Regions from separate parts of the Mus musculus genome. Here region 2 is linked to region 1. Evidence: chromatin contacts called from public promoter capture Hi-C data. All regions are on one chromosome and are shown on one strand. The core of a region is the stretch at or near the end of the contact, and the rest is flanking DNA. Distances in the headings are between cores, read along the strand shown. Region 1 holds the start of Ms4a6b (membrane-spanning 4-domains, subfamily A, member 6B). Region 2 holds the start of Ms4a19 (membrane-spanning 4-domains, subfamily A, member 19).

Region 1 (4,465 bases), core at 66-2,565:
CTTTGAACATAAAATAACAACAAACAAAACAAACCATGCTTCCCAGTTCTGCCCCCACCTCCCAGACTGTGCACCTTTGGGCATCCTTGACCTGTCCTTTGGCAGAAGAAACTGCTGGTACAGAGAAATGTAAAACCATCACATCTCAGATTTAGGAGTTATTTTTTTCAAAATGTTAAACACACCACAATGATTTTAGATAATAAACACCTCATAGGAAGGGAAATCCTGGATCCCCACAGGTTTCTGTTTCTATGCCCAAATGTTTACACAAAATTTGTCAGATGTAGCTCTGGCTCTTTCCCAATTTCACCTAGAACAAGTGCATTGTCTTTATTCAATGACTTGCACTGTCCGGCTGCTTTGCTATCCATGAGGTACTAAAGTCAGCCTTCAGTGCTTTCCAATCCATGCTATGTACCACTCAAAACGTGCAACCCTATGCATCTGTTTCGTGTGTCTAATAGTGCCAATTTTAGGATTAGCACCTCACATTTTATCATATTTTAGTAGACATAATCTAGTGTTTTTATTCTTGAAAACAATCCTTTACATTAATTAATAAAATCACAATCAGTAACAAATTCAGAATCAAAACTTTGATGTATATGAGGAAGTAATGATGCTTTGCACAGCAACATCAAATAAATGCTAAATAAACAGGCAAAGTTCTCATTACTGACCAGTTGCCTACACACAGTTGTGTGTGGCGGCACAGCTGTCTCTGACTCTGGTTCTCTCCTTATTTTCCCACCTGCCAGGGGCAGCCTGTGTTTAAGTCTCTTCAGTGTGAAGAAGCAGCTGAATGCACCCATATGAGAAGTCCTGGAGTCCTAAGCTTTTTTCAAGTTTTGTCATGATACTGACAATCATGCCCTTGTTAGGTGGAAGGACCATGTTCCCTGGGGAATCGGTTTCTGAGCTCATCTTGGCTCCCTTCTGTTCTCTGTGCTATTCTCAGCCCTTAGGCTGCCTAATCAGTGAATGACCTGAGAGTTCTGCTCCTTATGTCAGTGATCACCAAGATTATGCAGCTAAAATGGCCAGGACAGAGGTAAGCCAGATGCCCTGTGCCTTTGCCCATTTAATTCTAAAGAGCCCCCGTGTCTCCATTGCTTTCATGAGCATCAGCAAGTTCTTGTAACTCAGTCCCAGAAACAGAGTGCTACACAGAGGGAAGTCCCTTCAGGGTTGCCTACCTGAGCCTGTGTGCCTTGTCACCCAGTCACTTCCAGCCGAGCTCTCAGGAACCCGAAGAGCCTTAACTCTGGGTTCTCTCAGGCTGATCCTTGGTTCCTTCTTGTGAACTTGTAACTGTCTCCAGCCCTTCCTTCTTCTGTGTTCACTGCACAGGAAGTGGTGCTTAACAGGTTGAGGACTGTTATTGTGCCTGTACTTCCTATATCAGAAAGTCCCAGTAACTTCAGAAAAATTACTAATTGAACCAGTTTTGATAGAGTGAGGGGTGAGGTAGTGAGTTGCAACACCCACTAGCTGCATGCAATGCCCAAGTTCACTTTCTTGAACTTTAGTTGTTTATGAGTTAAACAAAGAACAGCAACATGCTGGGAAAACCTATTAAGATGAGAGAAAGTTTTTGGAGGGGAAACTAGGAAAGGGGATAACATTTGAAAAACAAATAAAGAAAATATCTAATCAAAAAAGGGAAAAAAGATGAAAGTTTTTCTTAAAGACCTGTCTTCCTTCTAACTACTATTTAATGAACTTTCTTGATTACTAATGATATTGCAAGTCATAGTAGTATTGATGAATAAAACATTTCACAATGCAGAGTAAAGTATGATAATAGTAATCATGACCTTGGATTTTGATATATTACTTTATTATAGGCTAATACATTACTGAGCACACTGTAATGTATAATCAATTGTAACAATTGATCATTTTACAGTATTTTTGGTACTTTGTTATTCATACTTTTTCCCCCAGTAACTCTTCAGCCTCTGGGGAAAAAAACCCCTGCACACAGGATTTCAGCACTCGCTGGTTAATTGATACTCCCTTTAGAGCCTTCCTCATCTCTTCTAACCTTCTTCTAGACCACTGGACTTCTCTAACAGGAGATGTGTCCAGGGAGTTACTGGACACTTCTAGAAAAGTAATAGATCAGGAGAGGAGCAAGCAGAGAAGTTTCAACACACCAGGAATGACTTCAACAATCCTGCACTCCAGACACAGTCATGAAGACATGTGTCCCTGTGGCTTTCAGGCCCTTGGGTAGGCACAATTCAGAAGCTGACTTTGACATAATTAACTTCACAGGGGAACTAGAGCCAGCTGCAGCAACTGGACAGCTACACGCTGACAACTTCCTTCCTTCTTTCCTTGGAGTCAGCCAAAAAGAACCTAGGGAGACAGTGTGAGCCACTGTCACATCAGAGGGTTGTGGTGTGGTAATTCCCTGCAGGTTTCACAGCAGGCAGGAAAAACAAAACAACAACAGCAACAACAAAACAATTTAGGAAGAGATGAATAAAACTCAGCTCAGCCCCATTTTGTTGTAACTGGTGCTGGTCTAGCCTAGATTGTTTTACTTTAGCCATAGTGAAGCACAGCACAATTTTGGAACAAAAGGTTTTCAGATAGCAATGAACTCAGGCCCAAGCTCACAACAATGTAATGTTACATTGAGGTCCTTTACAAAGCACACCTGGCTTTTTTTTTTTTTTCCACAAGAACGGGTACTGTTGACTAAGAGATAGTGCCCAAGACTTAGGCTCTAGGGAGCTTGACTGAGGGATAAGTGATGCCTGTGGGTTTCAGCATTGCCTCGCCCTAAGATAACATCAGCCTCCTGTGGTAAAGGCTGTGGTAAGGTACAGGTAACGTCCCTCATGAGGGCGGGGTTTATGGTCTAAAAGCAGTGCTCACAGTTTAAGGTAAGAGTCTGCAATGATAAGTAAAAACAAATTCTGGGAGATATGGGCAGAGCCTGTTTCATCAAAGAGCAAAGGTTGTAAACCCACATCATTCCTGGCATTCCCTGAAGAACTGCTATTCATCCCATTCCAAAGAAGACATAAGCCACCTGTTTAATAATCCTGGCTCTCCAGTGCTTCTCAGAGTGTACAAGGCCCCTTTGTTCTTTACTGTTGTGAGTTCTACAGTTCCCGTGTGAACTGTTGGCTGAAGACATAAGCTAAGACATATTATTCTATCATCTGGAAGTCACCTTTTTCAGCAAGGCCAGAACATCACAGAAAGAAAGCCCTACTTCAATTCTGGAGAAGACCAAGAGACTGTCTTCTCTAAGAAATCTGTCCCAAACAACTGGAGAAGGGGTTATGCCAAAAGCTGTTGCCTGTACCTGGAATAAGTTCTTCTAGGTGGGTTGTCTTGTGTGGCCTCAGTAGGTAAGGAAGCTTCATAGGGACTTAAAGTGCCAGGGTGGGAGGATACACTCAGAGGAGAAGGGGAGGGGAAATGGAGAAAGGGATGTAGGAGGGGAGGGTGCCAAGGAGGAGGGCTTTGAGCAGGATGTAAAATGGATAACTTAAAAAACAAATCTAGTGTTTCTTCTCCTTTTCCAGGATGCCTACTGTCACTGTTCCCTTCACATTGTGCCCTGTGCCCTCATCACTGTCCCAGAACCTAGTGAATTAGTGAGGTACAGCTGCTCTTCTGAGCTTTGGCCATGGTGAAGGGTAGCCTCTTGAGGGCAAGCATACCCACTTTTGTCTGCAGGAGAATTTGCTAATAAATTAGTTGAATCTGTCAACCTGACATCCCCTCACCAGTCTGATCTTCATTTCATGCTCGTACAATTTGAAGTGTGTGTAAAGACATTTAATAGGGTCCATGAGACAGTGCTTGTAAGACTATCACAAAGTCCTACACAGTGGACATAAGAGTGTTGGTTTCGCCAAGTTCCCCCTTACCTTCCCCAGCCATCCACCCTCAGGATCAATCAGTCTCTCCTCTTCTCCCAAACCTAGGGCTTTTGCGCTTTATTTGAAATCGGGACATCTGCAGCCTGAGCAAAATGTTGCTCTTCCCCGTCTGACCTTATTTCCATTCTGCTGTTACATTCTTGGTGGTCTCCAGAGTCTGAGCCCTGCTCCTTAACCTGAAGATGAAAACTAACTAACAATAATACACTATGATTAGTCATCTAGGACCTTATATTTTAATCTCTCAACACTTTTGCAAATGTTCTGGTCCTCAGCCCACACCCTCTGGGAAATGCCTGCTCAGTTTGCATTCATTTAGACTTGCCATTTTCTCTTCTCTTTCCCAAGCCAACGTGGTTAATTATTTTCTCCTTGTTTAACTTTTCTCTACTATCGGCTCCTGCTGCCTGATGTAATATGCTTTTCTGACTAATTGTTAGGCTTTCTACTTTGATCCTTACTTTCCCCTTTTAAGTGTAGGCATGTGGAGTTTGACTGCCTTAGTTCTATCGCAAAATAATTCTTCTGGTATCTTTACCTTCCTAATTTAATCA
Region 2 (4,706 bases), core at 1,530-4,029, 350 kb after region 1:
GTCATGATTTTATATAAACATAGAAAAACATTCAAAAGAAACCACTAAAGAAAACTACAACTAATCGAAATGCAGAGTTATGGGTTCCAGTCATAGTGGATACACCTGAAAAACAACTCCCACACCTAACGCTCAGGGAACACTGTGGAAGAGGGAGCAGAAAAATTGTAAGAGCCAAATTGGGAAGTTTGCTGTGAGATTCTGTCTCTTAGTGATGTCAGAAGCTACACCCATGAAGTCTCACCAACATGACTGCCCAAACAGAAGCTGAACAAGGATGACATCAACGAACATGCCAAAGTGAAAAGAGAAAGCCCAGGAGACCTCAGCCCTACACAAAGAACTGCAGGCAACGAAGAAATGCAGAGAATGAAGAAAAATAATCTTCCCCAGTGAAGAGCACACCAATTGGTTGTCCAATACTGAATGGTCAGCCATGAAAACATACATACAAGTAACAGACTACATACTGAGCAGGGTATATTTAGGAATACACACATATACATGTGTAACAATTAATGACAAAAGAGGCCATGAATTTGAAAGACAGCAAGGGAGTTTTGAGCAAAGAAAAGAAAGGGGAAATAAAACACAATTTTTAAAAAAATAAAATGAAGAAATTAAGGTCAAAAAAAACTTCAAAAGGCAAGAAACCTGAAAGGAAGGAGTGATGTCCAAGACCGTGAAAGATACAGAGCATCGTTATCTACTGGTGATGTAAGAAACACCACATGTATGTTTTTAAATTGTCCTAGCAGCCACACAAAGAGAGTAAATAGGAACATATGTGTTTAATTTTGACAACACAGTTAATATGTCAAAAACATCTAAATGATGCAGGTAAAAACTATTGATGATATACTTTATAATCTATGGAGTCATATGGTCTACAGATCATATGGAGTCTTCAGAATTGTGTATTTTATACCTAAAACACGTGTCAACTTAAGCTAACCATGTGACAAAAGTGCTATAGTTATGTCTAGCTCCTCATTACATTGTGTGAAACTAGAAGCTTTCATAGAATTCACAGAACCTGTACCCAAGAGCTCCTGCTTGCAGAGAATGAGCAAGTTAGCAAAAGAGTGGCCCCAGAGGCAAGCCAGGTGACGGGCCAAGAAAGCCAAGTGTGCAGTGAGAAAGTTAAGGCTACCTGCAGGTCTGTGCATGACAGAAGGCTGCTTCTAGAGATCACAGTCCACGTCTCACTGTGTCATTGATGTCTTAGATGGCTTTGGCTTCTCATCCCTTCCCGGCCAGCCACCAGCATTGGCTCACAGTGTTAAGTGTCATCTTAAAACAACTCCCCCGTAGGACTCCCTCTGCACACAACTACCTTTCCTTTCTTAAAGCCAGAGCTCCAGAGGTAAGTACATATTATCTCCACACAATTACCTCGTGTTTTCCCTTTGACTCTACTCTAGGTCGAGTCTGACTTCCATCTGTCCTCTGAGGCCACTTCTTTTCAGTGATAGCACTCACCTTCACATTGCAAAAAGCCAGCAACCAAATGCATAACCCTTGAGAGATTTAGGCATCGTTTTCCATTTTTTCCTAGAGCTCAGGGCTCTGCAAGGGCATCCTTACCTTTCTGTCTGCTCCTTACCACCTAAGCTGCATTCGATTTTTATTGTCTGACCACCTAATACTAAAATGGATCATCTCTCACCCCACCTTTCCCACAAGGTAAACTCTAAGGTAAAGGATATTCTATATTTTTTCCATTCCTTACTACTAATACATAAACAATGTCATTCATATTTATCCTCAACAGGATATATAAATATTGGAGCATTCTAATTCCTAGAGAATTATATGTTCAATAAATTACATAATACATGGAATACCTGGTACTGGAAGCCTCAACAAATTGCCTGTGAGGAACACTCCTTTAGTTAGCAGCTAACCAAGTCACCATTGCTTTTGAGACTCAATGTAATCTGAGTAAGTTAGACCAAATGACCTTCTGTTAATTTATTCACTTCTTCCAGGTGCCCGATATAGCACCCTTACACTTTACTGGGTTTAGTGTTTACCTGTTTAGTCATATCATAAATGACTCTCAGCCTCATAGACATGACTGTCAAATTTGGGTTCTTTAATACCTACCATTTAGGACTAGATTACATAGAGCAGTAGCCTTTTGTCGGGGTTAATTTATTTGTTGATTGGTTGTTTGACAGTTCCATGCATTTATATAATGAATTTTAATTGTCTTTCACCCCCACAACTCCTCTCATCTTCCTCTGGGTCCCTTCTCAAGTCCACCTCCAGCCTCCATCTCTTCTTTTGGCATACTGCCCACTATGTTTAGAGTTTCTTGTCCCAGAGTGGATGACGGACTTGTGCAATCTAATTTCTGAAAATGGAAAGTCCACAGAGCAAGTGTGACCTCGATTTTGCAGAGAGAGGAACAGAAGATACATCTTGCCCAAACACCACCAGATCCAGGGTTCCAACAACATCCTTCCTTCTAGAGTTTAGAACTTTGATTTTTGAGGAGACTCACAATAGAAAGACTTGCTTCTTCTACTGGAAAACAGTTGGTAGTATTTGCTTGGTGGGGAAGTCTATGGAGCAGGGAATCAGCCATAGCTGGGCTCAAGGACTGCAGATTAATAGCTAGAGTATGCCCAACACTGGTCAGTAAAGGATGTCCGCACTAGAGCTCCTCCTGCTGGCCCCAAACCCTAACCGCATCTACCTCTCGCGGGCATGAAGGCTGGATGGAACCTTCAAGGGCCAGTGGAACTAACTTCTGCGTGGCCCTCCTCACGTGGCACCCTTCACCACGGTTGCTCTGAGACACAACCGCAGCTGCGCTGGATCCGCAAGAGGTAATGAGGGGCACATGAAGGTGGCAGATGCCTGCCTGCAGGAAAGCCAGGGCAGAAAGATCTGGACCTAAAAGCAACCCTTTCAGGATTATCCTATTCTAACCTTGGGGTTGTGACAGAGTATGGATCCATGACCCTTGAACAGACCACATTAAGGACAGGCATTGGACACTGCTTCCTGGAGAGCTTCAATTGTATCCTGGCTTCTTTTTTCTCCCCAGTACAACCCTCCAGGTGATTCTTGTCACTTAGAAGAGCCTTTGAAGTTTATTACATTTTTTTGTAAGTCATCGCATAACGGGTAAGTTTTTAATTGTCATAATGGGCAATTTTTAATTCAAGAATCTTCTAAAATGCTTTCCTCTGTGCCTTAGTGTATTTTCTCCTTGTCAAATATCAATGGGCCATTATCGTGGCAACTGAAACCTTCAAAGTCCGTGACTTATATGAGGAAAAGGAAAAGTTTGTTTTGAAAGATCTAAAGACAATGCCTTGAATTTTTTTCTTTTTTTATTTATTAGATATTTTCTTTATATACATTTCAAATGCTATCCCGAAAGTTTCCTATACCCTCCCCCCACGCCCTGCTTCCCTACCCACCCACTCCTGCTTCTTGGCCCTGACATTCCCATACAACTACATATAGTGATTGAAGGGAACCAGAAAAGATTAGTGAGACTTTAGAGGCTGGGTGGGGTTGGGGAGCTGTTTCTTGGGAATGGAGGTAGAGATTATCAAAGCCAAATCTAACTAGAAAGCCACTCAAAGCAAATGTATTAACCTTGGACTGAAAAAACATAAATTATCTCTTATTTGTTTTAGTAAAATTAATGTATATAATATAATATATAAGTGTTTACATGATGTATAGGCAGCCAGGCTTCCAAGAAAATGGAACTAAGAAGTTGAAAGTGGTCAGAAGATGATAAGTTCTGTTTTTTCGTCTGTCTCTGATTTTCTCCGGGTGCCCTTCTTCCCACACATGCAAAGTTTCATGCTCTACGGTTCTGTACATTAGAACAGATAGAATCTAATAATGTCCTGGCTTCTTGCTTTTACATCTTCTGCAGCCTCACCAAATGGTTTCGATATCCACCTTTGTTCAGACCAGCTAGAATAAAGAAGAGTTTTCATGAGCATTAAATATAGAGGCTGAGGGGGGAGTTATGATTCATACAAACTAGGAACCATCACCCTCCCTGCCCATGCTAGAAATGACGAGTTATCCTTGTCTTGCCTACTGAACATCCCCTCTGGTTATCTTGTTCACTAACTTAAGAAACCTGCCTATACTCTAGAATACTATTTCTATTTTCCAGCCTCCTCTGCATCTAACATAAGCATGTGACACAGATCCTTCTAGTCAGGCACACACACCCCACCCCCAAACAGACTTAAACTTAGACAACACTGATGGGTGGGTACCAGGGTAGATCAAATCTACCAAGGGTCTAAATTTCCTGATGCAGCAATGTGGGCATATGAGCAGGTGCTCAAGGAATTGATGTGATCGGAGCAGTTATCACTTAGTACTTAGCGTAGTCTAACTTAAATCTGATCCGTGAGCAAAACTTTTTGAGAGGTAAATATTAGTTTTGTCAGAATACTACTAGTCTCTGGTGCAAAAGAACCTGTCAGAGGGCAACCAAGTATCTTTAAAAAAAAAATGAATGACAGCTGTAGAGTAGGGTCCCCCTCAGGCTTAGGAATCTTACCCAAGAGAATAACAATAATTATTAACTGATTTAATTTATGTTGTTTTTCTCCCCATTTTTCCCAGGAGAGGAACTTATCCTCACATCCCTCCATTATATCTTGATGAATATGCCACAGAATCGTTTGTGGATAAAAAAGGAACTGAGAGTCTTG

The links. Promoter capture Hi-C pulls out the DNA fragments that hold promoters and counts their contacts.
Region 2: a contact with region 1 is called in a promoter capture Hi-C map of embryonic stem cells. A contact is called at or near these places in 3 of 39 promoter capture datasets (embryonic stem cells and pre-B cells), 1 of 484 Hi-C or Micro-C datasets (embryonic stem cells) and 2 of 9 other capture datasets (adipose tissue and liver).

Annotation. Positions count from the first base shown.
Region 1 is chr19:11,515,409-11,519,873 of GRCm38.p6, reverse strand. Ms4a6b (membrane-spanning 4-domains, subfamily A, member 6B) reads right to left here and starts at 1,315. Exons shown (of 7, transcript NM_027209.3): 1 at 1,200-1,315.
Region 2 is chr19:11,163,403-11,168,108 of GRCm38.p6, reverse strand. Ms4a19 (membrane-spanning 4-domains, subfamily A, member 19) reads left to right here and starts at 2,779. Exons shown (of 8, transcript NM_001370777.1): 1 at 2,779-2,837; 2 at 3,059-3,119; 3 at 4,618-4,706. The coding sequence starts at 4,656.